2 separate regions of the Drosophila melanogaster genome follow, and region 1 is linked to region 2. The links are chromatin contacts, called in public Hi-C maps. All regions are on one chromosome and are shown on one strand. Each heading gives the region's core, a stretch centred on a gene start, on an enhancer-like site or on the middle of the called end of the contact. The rest is flanking DNA. Distances are from core to core; before and after follow the strand shown. Region 1 holds the start of Sirt2 (Sirtuin 2). Region 2 holds the start of cic (capicua).

Region 1 (5,123 bases), core at 296-2,795, 76 kb after region 2:
TCCTTGGCGCAGATGTTGCAGGTGAACGGCTTTTCTCCGGTGTGGATTTTCACGTGGTTGGTTAGCGTCGAGATCTGGCGGAAGGCCTTGTCGCAGTGTTTGCACTTGTAGGGCCGCTCGTCCGTGTGGATCTTCATGTGGTTGCGTAACGTGGTCAGCTGCCGGAACTTGTTCTTGCACACGTGGCACTGTTTCTTCTTGCGCGGATCGTCCACCACCACCTCCTCCTCGCTAATCACGCTCTGCACCTCCTGTTTCATAGGAGAAATGGGCGTGTGGCTGCCCCCGCCTCCTCCGCCACTGTTCGCTGTTGTAGTGGATATGTCCAGCAAATGGACCAGCGGGTGCTGTGGATGGAGCATGGCTTGGTGGGTAGGGTGCTGGATGGCCTGCACGGCGGTGAGTTGATGCAGCGCAAAGGGACTCTGTTGCAGGCTGGCCAGTGTGGTGGGCTGCTGCTGTCCCGAGTTGGGACCCGGTCCAGATCCACCATTACTCCCTCCTCCACCGCCACCGCCACCTCCTCCTCCGCCGCCACCGCCATGGGAGGCTGGCAGTTGGTAGTGCTGATAGTTGGCCATGGCTGCCGTGGCGGCTGTCGCATGGTTCAGATGCATGATATTCGAGAGATATGATCCTAGCGTGGATCTACAGTCTGCCCATCGGCGGCGTTACACAATGGCGGCCACCGACGACCCTCGGCCATTCCCCGCCCCCGCAGTTGCTTCCACTGCGCCGCTCCTTTTGGGGCCTTTTTTGATTTGTTATTTCAGTCGTCTGGTTTGCACTTCTGTGTACTTTTGCTGCGCTGCTGCTGCTTCTTCTTCTTCTCTTCTTCAACACGCTGCTTACGCTTCCACGTAGCGATTGGGAGGGCCTGAATCCGCGGCCACTTTGTCGCGCACTTCCCCACGATCAGTTTCCACCGTTTTCGCTCGCTTTTGGGGCGCTTTCTCCGCCGTTTCTGCAGTTTTTCCAGGCCACGCTCTTTTTGTATCCGTATCCTTATCAAAACAAAAATGACTGGCGTGGTTTTCCAGGGCTGAGCGAACGGGCAGAGCTGCACCCCCGCCGAACATCGAGTAATCGACTATCGGCCGGCCAGGGCTGGTGGCGCTAGAGAGCCTAACACTGGGTGGGTCGATAACAGCTATCGATTATTTGGACACTCCGTGCTGACAATTCAGCTGATTTTAACCTTTCAATTAGTTTATATTCAGATATCAACAAAGTGTAATTGTTATTTTATCTATACTCGATTTTGTAACTTTGCGCCCTTCTTAGCTTTAGTTATTCTATTATTCGGTTCCTTTTTGTTTAATGAGTCATAATATGTTCTAACCGTTACAAACACATATTTATTTGCGACCCTTAATAAATCGCTGTTAAATAAAAATCTTTCATTGATAGGCTACTTAAAGTAATTATAATATTTTGGTTTGCTCGCACAAATTTGATTTTAAAATCTAAATCAATAAGCAATGAAATTAAAATTCTAGCTTTTTAATAGCTGTTAGAGATAACTTATTCGTTAGCCTAAACCTATCGATAGTTGTCAGAACTTGTTTTGCTTTTTACGTTAAAACAAAACGCAACATAAACAATTGGGAGAATTCATCACACTATCCTCAGATTTACATACTTTCACCGGAAGGTGAATCTGTTTACCATGGGCGACATCGAAGTAAAGAAGGAGGAACAACCGACGACGCCCTCCAATTCCTCGTCCAGTGACGACGACGAGGAGGCCCCAGGCTAGTCTAAATAGTTAGGTCTTTACTGTCACTCATTAATTGAATTGAATTCTAGACGACACAATGGATAAGGTTCGACGCTTCTTTGCAAACACTCTACATCTCGGCGGCTCCTCGGACGCAAAGGAGGAAGTTAAAGTAGAGAAGGTGAGCGGAGCACCCGATAATTTGATTATCATATTGATTAAATCGCAAATTTGCAGGTTATTCCAGATTTGAGTTTTGACGGCTTTGCCGAACATTGGCGTGTGCATGGTTTCCGCAAGATTGTGACCATGGTGGGAGCCGGCATATCTACATGTTGGTACATTCTATATACCATTGTAAAAACTTACTAAGTTATCGCCATTCCTAGCTGCTGGCATTCCGGATTTCAGATCCCCAGGTTCCGGGTTATACAGCAATCTGAAGAAGTACGAGCTGCCACATCCTACGGCCATATTCGATCTGGACTACTTCGAAAAGAATCCAGCGCCGTTTTTTGCACTGGCCAAGGAACTTTACCCTGGATCCTTCATTCCCACGCCGGCCCACTACTTTATCCGTTTGCTTAACGACAAGGGACTACTGCAGCGCCACTACACCCAGAACATAGACACGCTAGACCGGCTTACTGGCCTGCCCGAGGACAAGATCATTGAGGCCCATGGCAGCTTCCACACCAACCACTGCATTAAGTGCCGCAAGGAGTACGACATGGACTGGATGAAGGCGGAGATCTTCGCCGATCGTCTGCCCAAATGCCAAAAGTGCCAAGGCGTTGTTAAACCAGACATTGTTTTCTTTGGCGAAAACTTGCCAAAGAGATTTTACTCCAGTCCTGAAGAGGATTTCCAGGATTGCGATCTGCTGATCATCATGGGCACATCGTTGGAAGTGCAACCGTTTGCTTCACTGGTGTGGAGACCAGGACCACGTTGCATTCGCCTCTTGATCAATCGCGATGCAGTGGGTCAGGCCAGCTGTGTGCTCTTTATGGATCCCAACACGCGATCGCTACTCTTCGATAAGCCCAATAACACTAGGGATGTGGCCTTTCTGGGCGACTGTGATGCTGGCGTAATGGCTCTGGCCAAAGCCTTGGGCTGGGACCAAGAGCTGCAGCAGCTAATTACAAGTGAAAGGAAGAAACTGAGCGGCAGCCAGAATAGTGAGGAGCTGCAACAAGGCAAAGAGAAACCGCAATCGGACCCGGATAAGATGACTTCGGGCGATAGGGACAAGAAGGATGCTTCGCTTTAGACCCTAAGATTAGTTAGTAACATCCGTAGTTAATTTGTAGTTGAATTGTGCAATTTGTTTACATGTGGATTACGTGTATAAAGCGGACAATGCCAAGCGCAGGCATTGCTGGCTAATACCGCGAGCTTTCTTTCTCCTCCGTTTCCGGCATTCAATTATTCAAGTGCCATTTGTGAGCCATTAGCGTGTCCCTTTTGGCCGGGCCACCATAAACCGCAAAAACTGATTGAGTTGCTCTGCCGTTTCCGGCGCACAAAAAGCAGCAAACCGCCAACAAAGGTTAACTCTCGACATGTTTCTGTTTCGTTTTCTGCTCTGATCCGGGCTTGGCTATGGATTTCGATGCTGGTGTTGGTGTTGGTGCTGATGCTGATTTCGATTCAGTTACAGCTGCCCAGCCCCTCGACATGGCTCGACCGCTGCTGTGGGCGTGGCATGTGGCATTCTAACTGCCTGTTTGTGTGGCTTACACGGATGCTGCTCCTGCTCCTGCTCCTCCTCCTGCTGCTGCTGCTACTGCTGCATCAACTTAATGACTCGCAATCTGTCCTGCAGAAGCACACACGCACAAAGCGAAAGAGACACACACGGTAGACCGGTAATGAAGCTTCTGCGGTGAATTGGCCAATAGAAAATACGTACGGGCAGGACTAATTAAAACCAAGCTCGCAATCGGGCCAGCGGATAGCTACTGCCGGGGTACACAACCGGATATTGTTAATCGTTGACAGGGGCGACGGTTCGGAGGTGGATGCATGGTATGATGGGAGGCATCCCAGCCTGTCAACTTCGGGACATGAATGGCTGCAGATGCATTAGGAAATCAAATGCAGCCACGGAAATATTGATAGCCACGCAATTTGTTGCAGTTTCAGCTGCCACTGCTGTTGCCATTGGAATTGCACTTGCTTTTGGCCCAAAACTTTTGCAATTAAAGCTAATGGCCTAAGATCTTGTCTATGTGCAATTTTCCCGAGTCTTGCCTTCTCAGCGAATGTTTTGCTGCACAAATAAAAATTATTTGTGTTCGCATGAAAAAGTTAAATAAATATCGATTAGCTCATCACGTTACGTTATTCAATACAAAGATTAGTTTGAAACATAAAAATAAATACGAAAAAGAAATATTCAGACTAACTGTTCACACATGAACACGAATATATTTAAAGACTTACAATTTTGGGCTCCGTTCATATCTTATGTAAATGAATCGAGAGCGATAAATTATATTTAGGATTTTGTTATCTAAGGCGACATGGGTGCATTGCTCAAAAACATGTAATTTAAGTGCACACTACATGAGTCAGTCACTTGAGATCTTTCCCCGCCTCCTAAAATAGTCCCTTAGTGGGAGACCACAGATAAGGTCCTCGCCGCTCAAGATAGGCAGATGTGCCCGAGCGTGGGACCTCGATAAGGCGGGGACTATTTACTTAGGCCTCTGCGTAGGCCATTTACTTTAAGATGCGATTCTCATGTCACCTATTTAAACCGAAGATATTTCCAAATAAAATCAGTTTCTTACAAAAACTCAACGAGTAAAGTCTTCTTATTTGGGATTTTACACTAACTATTGTGCTTATAAAGTGTTATATGTAATTTTTAATCAATTGACGCGAAAATGTTTAAATAATTAAATTTTCATAATATTCCTTTTTTCACAAGGATGTGATATAAAATTAAGATTGTATTGTATATTTAGTTGTGCAATAAAAAGTATGACTCTTGTATGGCATTAGCTATATTAATATGTTTAAATTAAATCATATTTATCTGGAAAACCTTTCATCTTTTTATATTATTTGTAGATGACCTAACGTAGAAAATAGGTTCTTCTAGCTTTTTGTCAGTGTCTCGGCCCACTCAGTCAAAATTGAGTCAAGTTGGCTCAATATTAACTTGACTTTCACCCCTCCTTGCGAGAAATGCGGAACGCCATTAAGTGCACTCCATACACACGCCATTGAGGAAGCCGGGTTTGTGGTAACCGAGGGAGGGGGCAGGTCATATTTGAGTGAGCATGTTTCATATTTGTAATCAAAATGCGATGCTTGCGAATCAGACCCAAGCTTCAACCATCACCACCCCCTCTACTCGCTGCGAGCCTGTTCATCAATGGCTTGGTAA
Region 2 (5,236 bases), core at 1,445-3,944:
CGACAAGGCAAAGTTTTATGCGCAAATTTCATTATTTAAAATGTGTTGGTAAATGAGTGTGAGTATGTTTCGGTGAAGAGTGTGCAACATGTAAAATTGGACCGCTTGCGGCCATAATTAATTTAAAATTAAACACACTTCACATTTGTTAAGCCATTTTGATGAGCTCAAATTTAATGGAAATTCGCAGGAATTTTAAGCGTACCCCTGACATGATTTTAGATTATGTTAAAATACATTTACGTATATGATTATAGATAATACTGTCTCATCTCATTTAATTGCAACATGCTGCAAGAACAAATCCTGTAGCGCATTAGCATCCGAAAAAAAAACCCATCAGCACACCAAATGCCCCAGAAGTTTGCCAAACTAACCACAAGTTGGCGTAATGTCGGTTTGAAGTGAATATACGCTTTTAATGTTGCTTTTTATTACAAACTAAATGCGAAAAATGTGTTGGCCAAGATATTTATGCGAAACGAGGGTTGAGATCCACAGGTAGGTGTCTTTTGGCTTGACACTCGCCACCTTTTTGTTATTAATGTTTTATAGCGGAGAATTTTACAAATTACTTTTTGTGCAGCTCCTGTCACACATGCGGACATAAAAACTTGATGGCAGGTGTAGCTAATTGAGATTATTATTTTAAATACCCAAAATCAACGACAAAATCTCTCTCCCCTCGCTGCTGCAACGTAAATCCTAATTAATGTGTTAAACAAACTGGTAAATTTTTATGATCCATTGAAGCTGTCACATATTTGGGTGGAAAATATATAATGTTTAGTACACCTAGTTTAATATTCAGATCCGTAATCATTTTTTAAGTTATTGCAATAAGCATATATCTTACATGGTTTTATAACTTCTGTCATTTTTATTTTATAGTGTAAATTGTTGGATACTTAAATATATTTTATTTATAGAGGAATTAGAAGTAATAGATTTTAATTCAAGAATTGTAAATCACTTTGCAGCTATCATTATTAGAGTTTTGCTATAAGCTTTATAAATGGATTCTCTAATGTTGTGCACTGATGTGCTCGAAAACTAAGACTTAGGCCGCAAAATTTTCCAGCTCCACCAATTAATCAAATGAACCTAATACTTCGGGACCTGCGTATCTCAACTTGCACTTTTCAGCTCATTAAACTGGAAATGCTGCCTCTTCGTTGATGGAGCCAAAATTCGCTCCGAGAGTTTTCTGCTAATAAAAGTCCAAAGTTATGGCAATAATAGCAGCAGCAACAGAAGGTACAACAATTTGTTTTTTGCCGCTGTCGCGTGGGTGCAAACACATTTATATGTTTTCCCACGGTTAACACGACGTATGCGTAATTTATGTCGCTAGACGGCACCAGGTGCACGGATCACATAGCGCGGTTTTCATATTTCCAAAGTTCCGGCGCGAATTTGATGAATGTTTGCACTTTTTACGGCTCCTTCCATATGAGCGGTCTCATTTGAGGATAGTGCATTCATAAATTATCCACTCAAGAAAGTTGAGTTTAATGAGAAGTTTTTAAGCTCAAGCTCAAATGGAGCGGTACTTAAATTAAATGACTATTGTCACACTTAAAATTTGGCTTGCCAATCATTAGCTTTTATTTACTCTGGGGATTATTTTGAACAGCCTTCAACAATGTATTTTGGTTTATTAAATGTTTTAATAGTTGTGAAATTTTCTGGGATGCATATGCCTATGCATATTATGCATATTACGTATTCGTAAAAACTTTTGTTGATACACGTTTGTTTTTAAGTGTTACCTTACCTATTTAAGATTATATAAATCATCTACATTTACTTGGCTTTGATTTTAAAGTTTCCTAAATCTCGACGGAAGGAAAATCAAGACAGACGGAATATATATACCTTACAGTTTCGAAAACACTTTCTTCCACGCCTTTTATCAAATCAAGGACATCTCTCCAAATCTTAAGAACTAATCTCATATGTAACATTTAAACCAAACAGACCATCTTTAAGACCGACAGATGCCTTGATCTTTTTATAAATGCCACATTTCCTAGGAACTGTCCTATTCCATAAAATCGAAATATTAATAAAAAAGAAAGTAACATAAATTGTAAATAATACTATGCTAGTTTTTATTATAATCCAAACAACTGAACAACATTGGACTAAGTTACTACATGTAAATAATGCATTCAAAGAAGATTATCATAAACAACCTACACAGCCGAAGTTCCTGCACACAGTACTATATTATATAAGTAACTTAACTTAAACAATAAAACCTAAAAACAATAATAGCAATATTACACCCCTTTACTCTACAAGAAATGAATATAAATGTGGCAGATATTTTTCAGTGCTACCACAATTTCATAATTTTTAAGAACGTTGGGCATTGCCAGACTGAAGTGTAGAACTGTAGAGGTTCGTGTACTGACTAACTTAACGATAGATTGTACACAAGCCAGTTCATACAATCTTTGTATAAATTCGCAAACCATGCTAAAAGTAAATGTTAAGAAGCAATTACAATTTTTATTTATTTATATATCGCTCTATCACCGAAAAGTTACAACATTTGGTTGCACCCGCTCGCGGCGCCAGTGTAACCGTATCATTCGCCTTTGCCACGCAACTTGTAAGATTTTGCCCAATCCGGCCAACGGTCCCACTTTGGGGGTATTTTCTCAAATGGGGCAAATGGTCTCCAGCAGATTCTCACTTCATGCTCGGAATCGCACGGACGTGTCGCGGATGTCGGAAGGTGGAGCTCCTGTGAATTGCTCTTGTGCCCCGCGCACAAAACCCCAATAATAGCCAAATCGGGCAGCGCCTGCAGGCTTTTGTGTGAATAAAACGGTTTGTGGCGACATTTGTTCGATTTTTAGGTGTCGCAAATTAAATTCGTTTGCAAATACAAGGCACTTACGCACACAAACGCGAGCGCACGCACAAGTGTAGGTGTGAAAACAAGTGAAACAGAGAGCTGGGAAAACAAACTGGGCTGCATAGATACTGGCTAAATATTGGATTAAGCTCGTATAAAGATAATAATAACAACAACAATCAATCGAAAATGCGCGTGCGACAGAGAGGGTGCGAGTGTGAATGAGGAAAAGAGAGCGAGCGCAGCACGCACACAAACACTAACACGCTGACGTCGACGCGCTGTCTGTGCAGAGGAGCAGTGTTGCCAGCCCACAATACTGCTGCCCGAGAATCCCAATTAAATAATTAATAAGTTCGAATCAGAATTGGAGTATCTGAGGCAGGGCTTTTTGCTTTGCTTACTCCTTTTCCCCGATTCGGCTTATTGGCATTGGGCTCTGCTCTATGCTCTGAGTTGGCAACACTGGCCCCCAAATCGAGTGTGGGCAAGAGAGATAGAGAGACATAGAGAGCAATCGCGAGAGAGTCACATGCTAGGCGCTCATTTCAATTTTCCTCAATGAATGAACACTTTTCACGGTTTTCGGTTCGTCGGTTCGCGTTTTCCACAGTCGTGCGTTGTTTTGCTCGTGGAAAAGTTGTAAAGCCCAGCCAGCCATAATCCAACATTTTGTTTGCAGTGCATTTGCAGCGCGGGAGAGCGAGAACCAACGGCTTAGCGAGCAGTTAAATAATTTTTAAAGTGTTTGTGTTTTTAACGTGTAAAACCCGAAAAAGTCTATGCCTTTTGCATAACAAAAACAAGCCGAGCAAATAAAATAAAAGAGAAAAACAGCAATAAACACCCATACACGTAAACATATACGTACAGAGAGAAACGGACGCCTACGTCAATAAGCGAAAAACGGTAAGCGAAATTCTTTTACCCCATGTTGTATGTGCTTGCCAATTGGAAAATTTTGTATTTCCCTTCCCGCTTCCGTTCTCGCCATCTCACTTCCCCAGTCTCTCTCTCTCTCTCTCTTGTTCCCCCTCTTCCGGGCTTGCTCTTACACTTGCTTTTACGTTGTTGGCAAGCAGAGCTTCATTCATTTCCACAACTTGCACACATACACATACCAGCACACCCCCGCTCTCTGGGAATTAGAGAGTTGGCAAGAGAGCGGTGGGTCTCAGTGTGACCGTGTGTATTTGTTGTAGCTGGTCAGGCCACAAAATTTGTATTCAAGAAATTCTATTCATTTGTTAAATAAACCCTAAGCCTCAACATTTAAACATTTGCACATCATATTGTTCATAAAATACAAAAAAGTCGTAACAATAGCTCCTAGAATTAATATGTGCGTGTGTATGTATGCATTCTTTATCATTGATATGTTAAATGTGAAATGTTGAAATTCAAATTAAGCTCTGCCTTTTTGTAAACAAAAACAATGGGGTGAAAATCAGCTACTGAAATTAGCTAACCATTAAAGTTACTGGTTTTGGTGGATTTTATTAGGGAAATCATGATTAGTATATGAAAATTAGTGGACCACAAATGAGTTAATAAAATCATGGTGCACGGGAAACAATATTGCTGTATTAAGATGTTTTTTTTAAATTTTTTTATTGATAGAAAAACTGTCGTCAATCAAATCAATTTAATTTGAACACTGTACCAGCCTCTTTTGCTGTACATTGGTCCCACAGTTGCCAACTGAAGTTAACCGCCCCCACTCCCCTTCATCAAACACACACACAGACGCACTTGCACTCTGACTGGCTGGCCATCGATGTGTGTATGTAATTAGCAACAAAACTCTCGCTGGCAACTGCATCGCATGAGATTTGAGCGATGCGTTGCTTTTGTTATTGCTATTGTTGCGTCTGCCCGGACCAAATGCTCCCTCTCTTTCTCTAGTCGCTCTCTCCCACCCTCTCTACTGCCTAATTTACATTTGAATGTGCGTGAGCGCCCATTTGTTGATAATTATCAGCAAATTACTAGACGCACTTAGCAGCAGCAGCAGCAACAACAACAATGGGAGAAGTAATGCATACATACAGCGAGTTAGTACAGTGGTCACTATGAAACATAATACAGAGATTAATGCTTAATCGGAATTGAAATTTACACATTTAAGAATTAAAGTAATTCAGAAAAAACAAGGTAATATTCGAAAAAAAACATATTTGAAATGCCCTCTTTACAAAGTGCAAACGTATGCGTGTACAACAAAAAGGCGTGTTTCAACGACATTTATAATGCAGATTTCACTCCCCGTGCTGACCTTAAAAACAGTTTTTTGTTCTATTATTATTTTCTGTCATTCGCTCATACGGGTAGGTGGGGTTATTGAATTTTTAGAATAATTAATCAACC

Evidence for each region. A called contact is a pair of places that touch in the nucleus more often than the background predicts.
Region 1: a contact with region 2 is called in a Hi-C map of the Kc167 cell line, with 4 times the contacts expected there. The contact joins the promoter of Sirt2 here to the promoter of cic in region 2. A contact is called at or near these places in 7 of 107 Hi-C or Micro-C datasets (the Kc167 cell line, embryo, gastrula embryo and 1 more).

What each region holds. Positions count from the first base shown.
Region 1 is chr3R:20,326,920-20,332,042 of dm6, forward strand. It overlaps Sirt2 (Sirtuin 2), which reads left to right and starts at 1,546. Exons shown (of 4, transcript NM_001300493.1): 1 at 1,546-1,754; 2 at 1,810-1,901; 3 at 1,958-2,054; 4 at 2,110-3,996. The coding sequence starts at 1,670. The coding sequence ends at 2,996. It overlaps CG4360, which reads right to left and starts at 1,084. Exons shown (of 3, transcript NM_142622.3): 1 at 1-1,084. The coding sequence starts at 617.
Region 2 is chr3R:20,250,076-20,255,311 of dm6, forward strand. It overlaps cic (capicua), which reads left to right and starts at 2,695. Exons shown (of 18, transcript NM_001275826.1): 1 at 2,695-3,778.